2 separate regions of the Zea mays genome follow, and region 1 is linked to region 2. Evidence: chromatin contacts called from public Hi-C data. All regions are on one chromosome and are shown on one strand. The core of a region is the stretch at or near the end of the contact, and the rest is flanking DNA. Distances in the headings are between cores, read along the strand shown. Region 1 holds the start of LOC103640570 (F-box/LRR-repeat protein 17). Region 2 holds the start of LOC103640568.

What was found. Hi-C and Micro-C count contacts between places; a contact is called where the count stands out from the background.
Region 1: a Hi-C map of leaf shows a contact between it and region 2, with 6 times the contacts expected there. The contact joins the promoter of LOC103640570 here to the promoter of LOC103640568 in region 2. A contact is called at or near these places in 3 of 25 Hi-C or Micro-C datasets (bundle sheath, ear and leaf).

The regions. Positions count from the first base shown.
Region 1 is chr1:174,521,715-174,526,524 of Zm-B73-REFERENCE-NAM-5.0, reverse strand. LOC103640570 (F-box/LRR-repeat protein 17) reads right to left here and starts at 2,388. Exons shown (of 10, transcript XM_008663663.4): 1 at 1,642-2,388; 2 at 348-449; 3 at 1-12. The coding sequence starts at 2,228.
Region 2 is chr1:174,324,155-174,329,001 of Zm-B73-REFERENCE-NAM-5.0, reverse strand. LOC103640568 reads left to right here and starts at 2,523. Exons shown (of 1, transcript XM_008663652.4): 1 at 2,523-4,087. The coding sequence starts at 3,060. The coding sequence ends at 3,491.

The DNA.
Region 1 (4,810 bases), core at 1,139-3,638, 200 kb before region 2:
GATAGCTCATCCCTGCATAGAACAGGGAGCACTAGTTAGATACACCATAACGCCAAAACTTAAAAATGTCCATTTAACATTACTGATGTGCAGGTATCTTTTGAGATGGATTATGGTGACAATAAACCCCAAAGGTGCTTAAAGAAACAAGAAACACTGAAACTATATATATTTAGGCAATGGCAGTAAGGTTGGTACTGCACATTTGCAAAGGGATGTGCACTAGACACTGATCATAAACTTTCATGTTCCATTCAACATGCAGCAATGCAAACCATACACAATTATAAGCAAGAACAAAATGTATAGAAAGATGAATGGTTTAGTAGTGGGAGTCTTCAGCATACCCAGTTATCCTGTTGACCGCGCTATTGGCCATGCTGATATCCAGGGACTGTAAATTGGGGCAGGAAAATGCAATGCATGCCAGCATTGTGGCATCAACATCACTGAAGAAATGTAAAAAAAGAACATCTGGTCAGAACATCAATCCTCACAACTAAGAGATTGAAACATAAAGTCAAGGGCTAGAACTAGATGAACTATCCACCACCAGAAGACCCAAGACAGGATTTCAGCTTTCCCCGAATTATAATTGTGCAAGCAGGCAGAAAACATCTGCATTTTGCTCCTCATCAGAACTATAGGAATACTAACAGGAAAAACACTAGGGGCATGTTTGGTTTGTGGAATAAAATAGTTCATCATCTCATTCTTTAGTTTTTTGTTTAGTTTGTAAAATAAATTGAGTTGATCTAGCATTACCTCATTCCACTAAATTTGAAAAATGGACTAATGATGCATCACACCATCTAAAATGGGTTGATTCCTCAAACCAAACACTTTATAAATGTACCAAATGACACCCCTACTTGCCATAAAGAAGGTAACAAGTCCCTCTTAGATCAGCAAACGAAGAAGGTTGTTCTTCAAAAGGTCAGCCTAACTCTGCATTGGAGTATTTTTTTTCTATCATCTAATAAAACTCAAAGCAAATCTCTTGCTGTTCCTTCTAAAATACTTCTGCAGAAATTGCTCGAGTCTGTTAGGCAATGCAATCAGAGATTCATGAGGCTTTTACCATCACTACCGATTTATCAGTCACAAGGGCAAGTAGTGTTTCACTATCTAGATTCAACCACGCACAGATTCTGCATCGGAGATGCAAGATAACAGATCCGTGCTTCCTGCTCTCAGATCAGAGTAGATCTCACAGCAAGATGACTAGAACTCCCCTAGGAAAGTCCGACCAGATAAGATCGACACTTAGAATTCCCTCGGCAAGCGCCCGTGCCAACTTTGCTATCCATTTGCGACTTGCCCGTGCTGCAGGATGTGTATTTAGACTCCAACCAAGCACCGATCAAGGATCCACGAGCAGGATCTCACGGCACCAGATCAGATCACACCTGCACTGCACCCAAGAGCAGCCATTCAATCCCAATCCACTAGTACAGTCATGTTTAAGTTGAATTACTAGGTGGATTTCGGTGTTCGTTCGTAGGTTCCCGTTCCTCCCGTTTGGATCGAGCAGCGTTCTATAGATCGAGCTCCATGCCGTCAATTGCGCGCCGATCCACTAAAAGCGCTGCGCCGCGCCGCCACATGCATAGCATAGATCAGCTCTGGACCTGTCCTCACCTGTCCATGCGGAGCACGAGCCTGGCGAGCGCGGGGCACCGCGCCATGAGCGCGCCGACGGGCCCGACCCCGGCGGCGCGGAGGCGGACCTCCTCGGCGGCCCTCCAGACGCGGCGCGCGCATTCGCGCCAGCCGCGGCTGACACCGGCCGCGGCCGCCACGGCGCGCGGGGGCATGCGCCGCAGCACCTCCACCAGCACCTCCCCGGGCGCCCGCCGCCCCGCGCCCGCCTCGACCCACCAATCCAGCGGCGGCGGGTCGTAGTCGCCGCCGCCATCCTCCTCCTCCTCCACGTCCACGGCCTCCACCCTCGCCTTCTTCCCCGGCGCCGCGGCCGCCAGCGGCACGGCGTCCAGCAACACGTCCGACGCGGCCGGCGGGTCGTCGAACTGCAGCGCGCGCCGCGGCTTGGTCTGCGGCGGGGGTGGCGGCGGCTGCTGCTCCCCCGCCTTGTCGCCGCCCCCGGCGGCGGCCAGCCTGGGGACGGTGCAGACGTGGCCCTTCTTGGGTAGCCCGCATCGGCCGCAGTTATAGCTGCCGCGGCGCTTGGGCTGCGCGGCGGCGGGGGCGGGGGCGTCGGAGGCCATGGCGGGAGATCTGGCGCTGGGGAGTGGGGAGGAGGGGAGGGGCAGCTGGGCTGAGCTGAGCTGGGGTAGGGACGGATTGGGATTGGGAGGCGAGGATGGGGTGGGGAAATAGAGGGAGGGAGAAGAAGGCGGGAGATTGGCGCGCGCGAGCTTGGCGCCATTTCCTCCTGCGCGCGGCCCTGTGTGTTTTCCGCCGCTTTTCGCTTGCGGGGTTTTGCGGGTTGGCGCCGGCGGGCTTTGCCTTAGCTTTCGTTTCGTTTGGGCACGGGTTGCTCGTGGACTCGGTCCTCGGCTCTGGCGGGTGGCGGCGGAGGGCCTCTCTGACGTGTCGTGTGCGGTGCGAGTAATGCCGACCAAGCTCATCGCGCTTCGTACCAAACCGGTTAGGGATAGAAAAGTCCAACAATTTTTTGGGTCGTGCCGTGTCAGCCCGAAGTGTAAAAACAGTGATCTAACCTGGCCATAAATCATGTCGTGTCTTCGTCGAACCGTGCTGGCTCAAGACCGGCCCATATATTTGACCACATAAAATCAAAATATTACAACTATATAAAGTTTATAGCTTACTAAATTAAAGATATTAAACAATTATAGCATAAAGAAATTAAACATATTGGGTTTAATTAGGCCGTGTCGGCCCAAACCCGGCCCATCTATACGGGCCGTGCCGGGGGCCTGACTGGCCAGAATTTAAGGCCCGGCGCATGCCTGTCTTCGGGCCGTACTAGCCCGGCACATATTATTTCGTGTCGGGTCGTGCTTTGGGCTCCTATTTTCGAGTCGTGGTCGTGCTGGCCCAAAAAGCACGGCCCATATTCCGAGCACTACGTGCGAGTGAGCACTGCAGAAGGGTTGTTTTGGTCTCTTGGAGTTGGGTGGCAGTTGAGATTGAGCCTATTGGGCATTGTCGGTGTTTTGGACCCGCGAGGACCGTCAATCGACCAGTGAATTTATTGATGCGTGCCCCTGCCCAAATGGGTTGATGCAAGATGGAACACAAGAGAGAGAATAAGGCTTATATTATCTTGCACCAGGGTGCTCGTAGTAGGGGTTACAAGCGTCGCGAGAGAGCGAGGGCGAGAGCGAGCGAGAGAGAGGGAGAGAGAGGGAGTCTAGCCCTGAGGTGAGGCATCTGAGTCAGCCTTCACTGCGTCTCTCCTACTCCACCTGTCTCCCTCCGCTTGCCCTGTCCTTGCGTTCCTGCGTATGCGTCCCTTTGTGTGAACGTGCCTTAGGAAGACCCTGGACATCCCCTTTTATAGATACAAGGAGATGGCCCAGCTGTACAATGGGGGTGTAGCTATGTGCTAACGTGGCTGGCGGACAAGTGCCTTGAGCCCTGTACATGTGCTAACGTGGTCGTCGGAGAAGTGCCTTGAGCCCTGTGGAAGAACAGCTGGCGGTGCGGCATGGACCCTGCTGACGTTTCCTTGCTTCCGTAAGGAGCTGGGAGCCATCGACGTCATGGTGGCACGCGGGGAACCATCATTACCTGCTATCGGAGTAGTTTGATGTGACTCTGGTCTTGTTCCTTCGTAGCAAAGGGTGGCTAGTGAAAGGGAAATAGGCTTACACCTTTTCCTAATTGATTTTGGTGGTTGAATTGCCCAAACACAAATAATTGGACTAATTAGTTTGCTCTAGATTATGAGTTCTACAGGTGCCAAAGGTTCACAACAAACCAATAAAAAGGTCAAAAAAGGATTCAAATATAGAGAGCAAAAGTTAGCCGAAGGGTGCCCTGGTCTGGCGCACCGGACTGCCCGGTGAGCCACCGGACAGTGTCCGGTGCACCAGGGACTCCAACTCCGAACTGCTCACCTTCGGGAATTCTGGGAGCCACTCCGCTATAATTCACCGGACTGTCCGGTGTGCCAGCGGAGCAACAGCTACTTCGTGCCAACGATCGTCTGCAGAAGGCATTAAATGCGCTACAGTGCGCGCCAGAGTCAGAGCAGAGCCAGATGGCGCACCGGACACTGAACAGTGCCTGTCCGGTGCACCACCGAACTGTCCGGTGGCCCAGAAGACAGAAGCTCCAACGGTCGGAATCCAACGGCCGGGTGACGTGGCAGGCGCACCAGACTGTCCGGTGCGCCATGCGACAACAGCCTTCACCAAACGGCTAGTTTGGTGGTTGGGGCTATAAATACCCCCAACCACCCACCATTCATTGCATCCAAGTTTTCTGACTTCCCACACCTTACAAGAGCTATAGCATTCAATACAAGACACACCAAAGAGATCAAATCCTCTCCCAAGTCCATAGATCATTCCCAATCAAATACGGGCTGATTGGTTGCCGGCTTCGCTCCTGCCTGGATTACGCCAGCCTGGGCCAGTAGATACGCTCCCGTCTCACGTCTCCACGCATGCAAGTAAACAGATGAAAAAACACCTAGACTGCACACGTGCATACAGGTTGGACTCATGCCATGCAGGTAACCATTCATAAGCCTAAATACAGTCAACGCACAGACTGGACCTGAGCGCGGCTGACCAGGTAACCAATCAGGCGTATAATGACTAGTGAGAGAGACTTGTGTTCATTTGAGCTCTTGCACTTGGATTGCTTCTTTTTC
Region 2 (4,847 bases), core at 1,274-3,773:
GGCATGCCAAAAAATGCATGCAAAATCCATAGATCATACGTTGCTACCGCTTCTAGTATCATAGTAGGTCTTCCATTTCTGCCACAAAACTGTCCACACTAGACCGTAGGACAGTTCCTCCACTCCCAATGCATGCAATCTATGGAACCCAACTTTCCTGGAAATCCCCTAGCCTCGCTATTGTGCATGATGCGTGCTATGTCAGCTTCATTAGGAGTTCGTAGATACCACCCACTAAAATATGCAATGATTACGCGATAAAAATGATTAAGGCATTCCCTAGCGGTAGACTCGCCAATTTGAATGTACTCGTCTACGACATCAGTAGGTAACCCATAAGCAAGTATCCGCATTGCGCACATACTTTTTGAAGGGGTCCAAGTCCTGGCAGGCCCGTTGCATCGAGCCGTTGCGTAAAGTAACTATCCTGGTGTTGAAGTCCTTCCATAATGCGGATGAACAACAGCCAACTCATACGGAACCTATAAATAGTAATAGGTTCATTATGAAGACAATGCTAATGTGAGAACATATCCAGAAATTTTTGAACTTCATACCTTCGACGAAACACATGTGGTGGATACACTGGGTTGGGGCCGAAGTAGTGATGATGGATGAGGTTTTCTCCAGCAAAATGATCCATGTGAATTATGCGGCGAGGTATACCGGAACATCGTCGGAGAATGCGTCTAGCCTCAATGTTGAGCGTAAGAAGAGTGACAAGCATAAATGTGTCGTCGTCACTATCACTCGAATCAGAATCATCATCCCTATGGAAATGAGACATATCGAACAAATGTCAAACTAGATGGAGTTGTGTCGGATGTGGGCACATTTAGGAAGACAAAGTGTGCATATATATAGGCGAGATGAATCTGGCTTGTGGGGAAGCTCGTGGCTTATACTGGAAGCCAACCGTGGCTTCGTGGGTACGATTGGTCGGGGTAAGCTTGCAACGTAAGCTAGTTTGAATTATGACGTCGCAACGTATCATGAAATGTTTGACGACACACAATTCAGACGTTTTGTATGCCATCAATAATTACATTTTAACTAAATTGTTTTGTTAGTACGTTGTGCATAAATTGTAAACAAATAAAAAAATTAAAAAATGTATTTACGACATAAATACAAGTCGGACGAGTCAAGAATAAAAAAAGAAAATAGAAAATGAAGTTAGTTATGTGGAAATGTATATTTAATGTGTAGATGGATATATAGGGGAATTTATAGAGGGAACGGTTACGGGATGAATGAATATAGGAGAGAGAATCTTGCTGGCGTGGCTGTATAGTAATATTTAGAAGGAAAAATTTAGCGGACACCGCTGCGGACAGTCTACATAACTGTCTGTACAAGCGCCTGCGCTAACGTATCAACACATAACTGTCTGTAGCCAACTCTACAGAAGATACAGTACAGATAGTGCCCTATGAAATCAACTAGCAGTTTAGTCTACAGAAGGGGGGTCAAAAGGGAAAGTATAGAACCCATGAGCGCCACATGTTTTGTATAGAGTAGCCTTGTAGCTTTCTAAAAAGCGTGAGGACAAGCAATTTCCATGTCTTGGTATCACATGAGAAAGGCATAAGGTGAAAATGGGTCAAATCACCTTCTGTTGATAAACAGATGTTAGCTCCTGAGGAACGTATAGTTTTTCCTTCATCACCTAGGACTGGGTCGCAAACTGCATAATGTTTGCAATTAGCAAACAAGAATGAACCATGCCTAGCCAATCTCTAGTTATGAGACGTATCTTGTCCCAATTAAATTTACTAAAGAAGAAGCAAGCACATAAATAACAGAAGATGGGAAAAGGTTACCGTATACAAGGTCAGGATTGACTGATCGTAATTTGTCAACAACTTGTAGCATAGTATTTAAAAAGGAAACCGGGCCTATGTAACCTGAGAACCATAAACAGCTTGTCACTTTGTGTCAGTCCGAAGTGTAAAAACAGTGGCCTAACCCGGTCCTAAACCACACCGTGCCTTCATCGGACCGTGTCGGTCCATATATTTGACCACATAAAATCAAAATATTACAATCACATAAAGTTCATAACTTACTAAATAAAAGATATTAAACAATCCTAGTATCATTTGACCATATAAACTCCAAATATCATAACAATATAACGTTGATAGCTTGCTAAATTAAAGAAATTAAACAACTTGGGCTTCGTTGGGTCGTGCCGACCTAAGCCGCCCAAACCATCTACGCGGACTGTGTCGGGGGCCCGATGGGCCGTAATTTGAGATCCGGCCTAAACCCGACTTCAGGCTATGCTAGCCCAGCCCGTATTATTTCGTGCCGAGTCGTGATTTAGACTTTTGTTTTCGGACTGTGCTCTTGCTAGCAAAAAAGCCCGACCCATAATCCCACCACTAAACCTGACCTCTAAATGTTGGGTACCCTGAGATAACATGTACCATGAACTATTTAAGTTTCCCAAGGAAATTGCACATGAGTTTCTGAACACAATATAGCGTACCTGTATCACTGTATGGTTAGAAAAACTGTAGAGTTTATTGGATCCACATCAAAGCCGAGGAGCTGCAGGGGGAAGACGGCCGATTTGTTGCCAACGTACCCCTGAAACAAAATCCATGCAGACTATTTGGGCTAACAAAATCCCCGAACGAAACACAAGCTCGTCACCGCCCGTCACACGAAAGGCAACGCAGTCAACTCATAACCAACCACTGATCCCTCGCGCGAACGATTGTGCCGCCGCTTACTTGGCGACAGTCATGCCGATGACGTGCACAGACGGTTGTGGCGGTGCTTAGTAGATGACAGTCACGCCGATGTCGTGAGATCGCACAGTCCATCAACACATCATGGGAAGACCCCAACCTAAACAAACCTACATGCAGAAATTCGTACCCAGACTCCATAGAAACACTGCTTTGGTGCCAAATCCAAAACACAACTGATATGTGCACCATGAGAATCGCAGTTCCTCAAGGCCACATCCATATCAATGCGCAGAGTCCGGGCTGGTGGGTTCCTCTACCATCGAGGGGACGCAAAGCAGTAAGCCAGCAAACAGATGGATGGGATGGGGGAGGGGCGCAGGTAGCCAGACGGTGTGGGACTGGATGCTGAGAACGCGGCCGGTGTCGGACGGCAGCGCGACGGACAGGATCGGCGGCCGCGCCATCTTCGGGTACGCCGCCGCCGCCCTCGTCCGGCCCCTCCGCGTCAGCAGCAGCGACCACCACCCAAACGCCTCCCTGTCGGCAGGTGAGGTCAGGCCTGCTGCGCGGCTGCGCCAGCAGCGGGGCACGGCGGCCCTCCCACGAGGCGCGCGCGGCGGCAGTCATGCGACGCAACGCACGGAGCGGCGGGCGGTGGAACCGTACGGTCGGGACGGACCGCTTGGCGGGATCTGTGCCGTGCGTTACAGAAGGGACGGATCCGATCCTCACCGTGCTCGTGGGGGCGCCATGGCGGCGGGCTCGACGGGATGGCCTTGGAGATTTTAGGCTCGCCAGACAGATCCGGGGCTCCCTGAAAGGCCTTAGCCCACGTAGAGGGTGATGGGCTCGTCGTCGTCACCCAGATGTTGAGCGGAATGGGAGGGATGGCGCCGGAGCGCTAGCACGCGTTGGGCTCGCATGGCAGTGTCACGCACGCATCGCATGCTGCTGTCCTCGGCCCGGCAACAGCCTACCGACGACTCCTGTGGGCTGTGGCTGTGGGAGTGAGTGGGACTGGGTCACCCGTCACTGGGGGCTGGGCTGGGCAGACGCGGTCGTCGCTGACCGTGACGCAGACGGCGGCATGTGCTGCCTGTGGCTGTGTGCGCACTGCATGCTGCTGCGCACAGTACGTTGCAGATACAACACTTTTGATGGAAATACGAAACGCCCACAGACGCGACAGATTCGAACGTCACGCTAAAAAAAACGGTAGTGAACGAGCTAGCCAGTCCATCACATCAGTGATCAGTCTCCGTCACGGTCACGGGAGATGACGTGGAAATCGGAGCTCACGAGTCAAGATGCATGCCAGTTTTTAGTTTCTCGTTTCGAACCAAAAGAAACATTGCGCGCTTCTTGGCAAAAAAAAAAAAAAAAAACTAGGACAGCTATTGTCAGATCATTCGTTATCATGTATACCAAAATCACTCAAGGATTAAGTATGTCAATAGGGAATTCTCCATCGGATTTTAGCTCCCTATCCCCGTCCCGGTCCTCGCGACAAAAATTTTTCCCCGCGGGGATCCCATGAACACTTGCGGGGTACATTTCTTCCACATCCCCGTTACCCGCAGGGATAAATCTCCGTAGGAGATCTTCGTCCCCTCTTAAACTATAATTAGATGGTACTTCATTTGTTATTATTATAAAATATTGTCACTTGTACATATTGTTAGATGTAAAAATCATTACGTGTAAATTAAAATAAACGTATTTATACAACGAGTGATCTCTTGGCAAGATAATTATTTATTTTTGTCATTAACTATTATATGAAAACATCGTCACATGTAAGTTTAACGGGTCCCCGCGTGGAACGGTGATGGGGACCCATCCCCGTCCCCATTTACCCGTCGGAGAGAGAATTTTTCCTCGTTTATATCCCCGTGGGAGAAGAAATTTCTCCATCCTCGTCCCTTAATAGAGAAATTTCCCGCGGAGAATCGGGGATCAGGTCCCCATTGCTATCTCTACCCAGGGGTGGTGTTTCAGAACACAATTTTTCAAAGCCATAGTATTTCAAATACCACGGTATAAAAATGTCATGATATAACCTCAGTACACAGTTTTAAATAAAATAGAGGCGCTTGAGAATAAAGTATATTTTGCATCACGTTCCATTCAAAATATCACTACCAT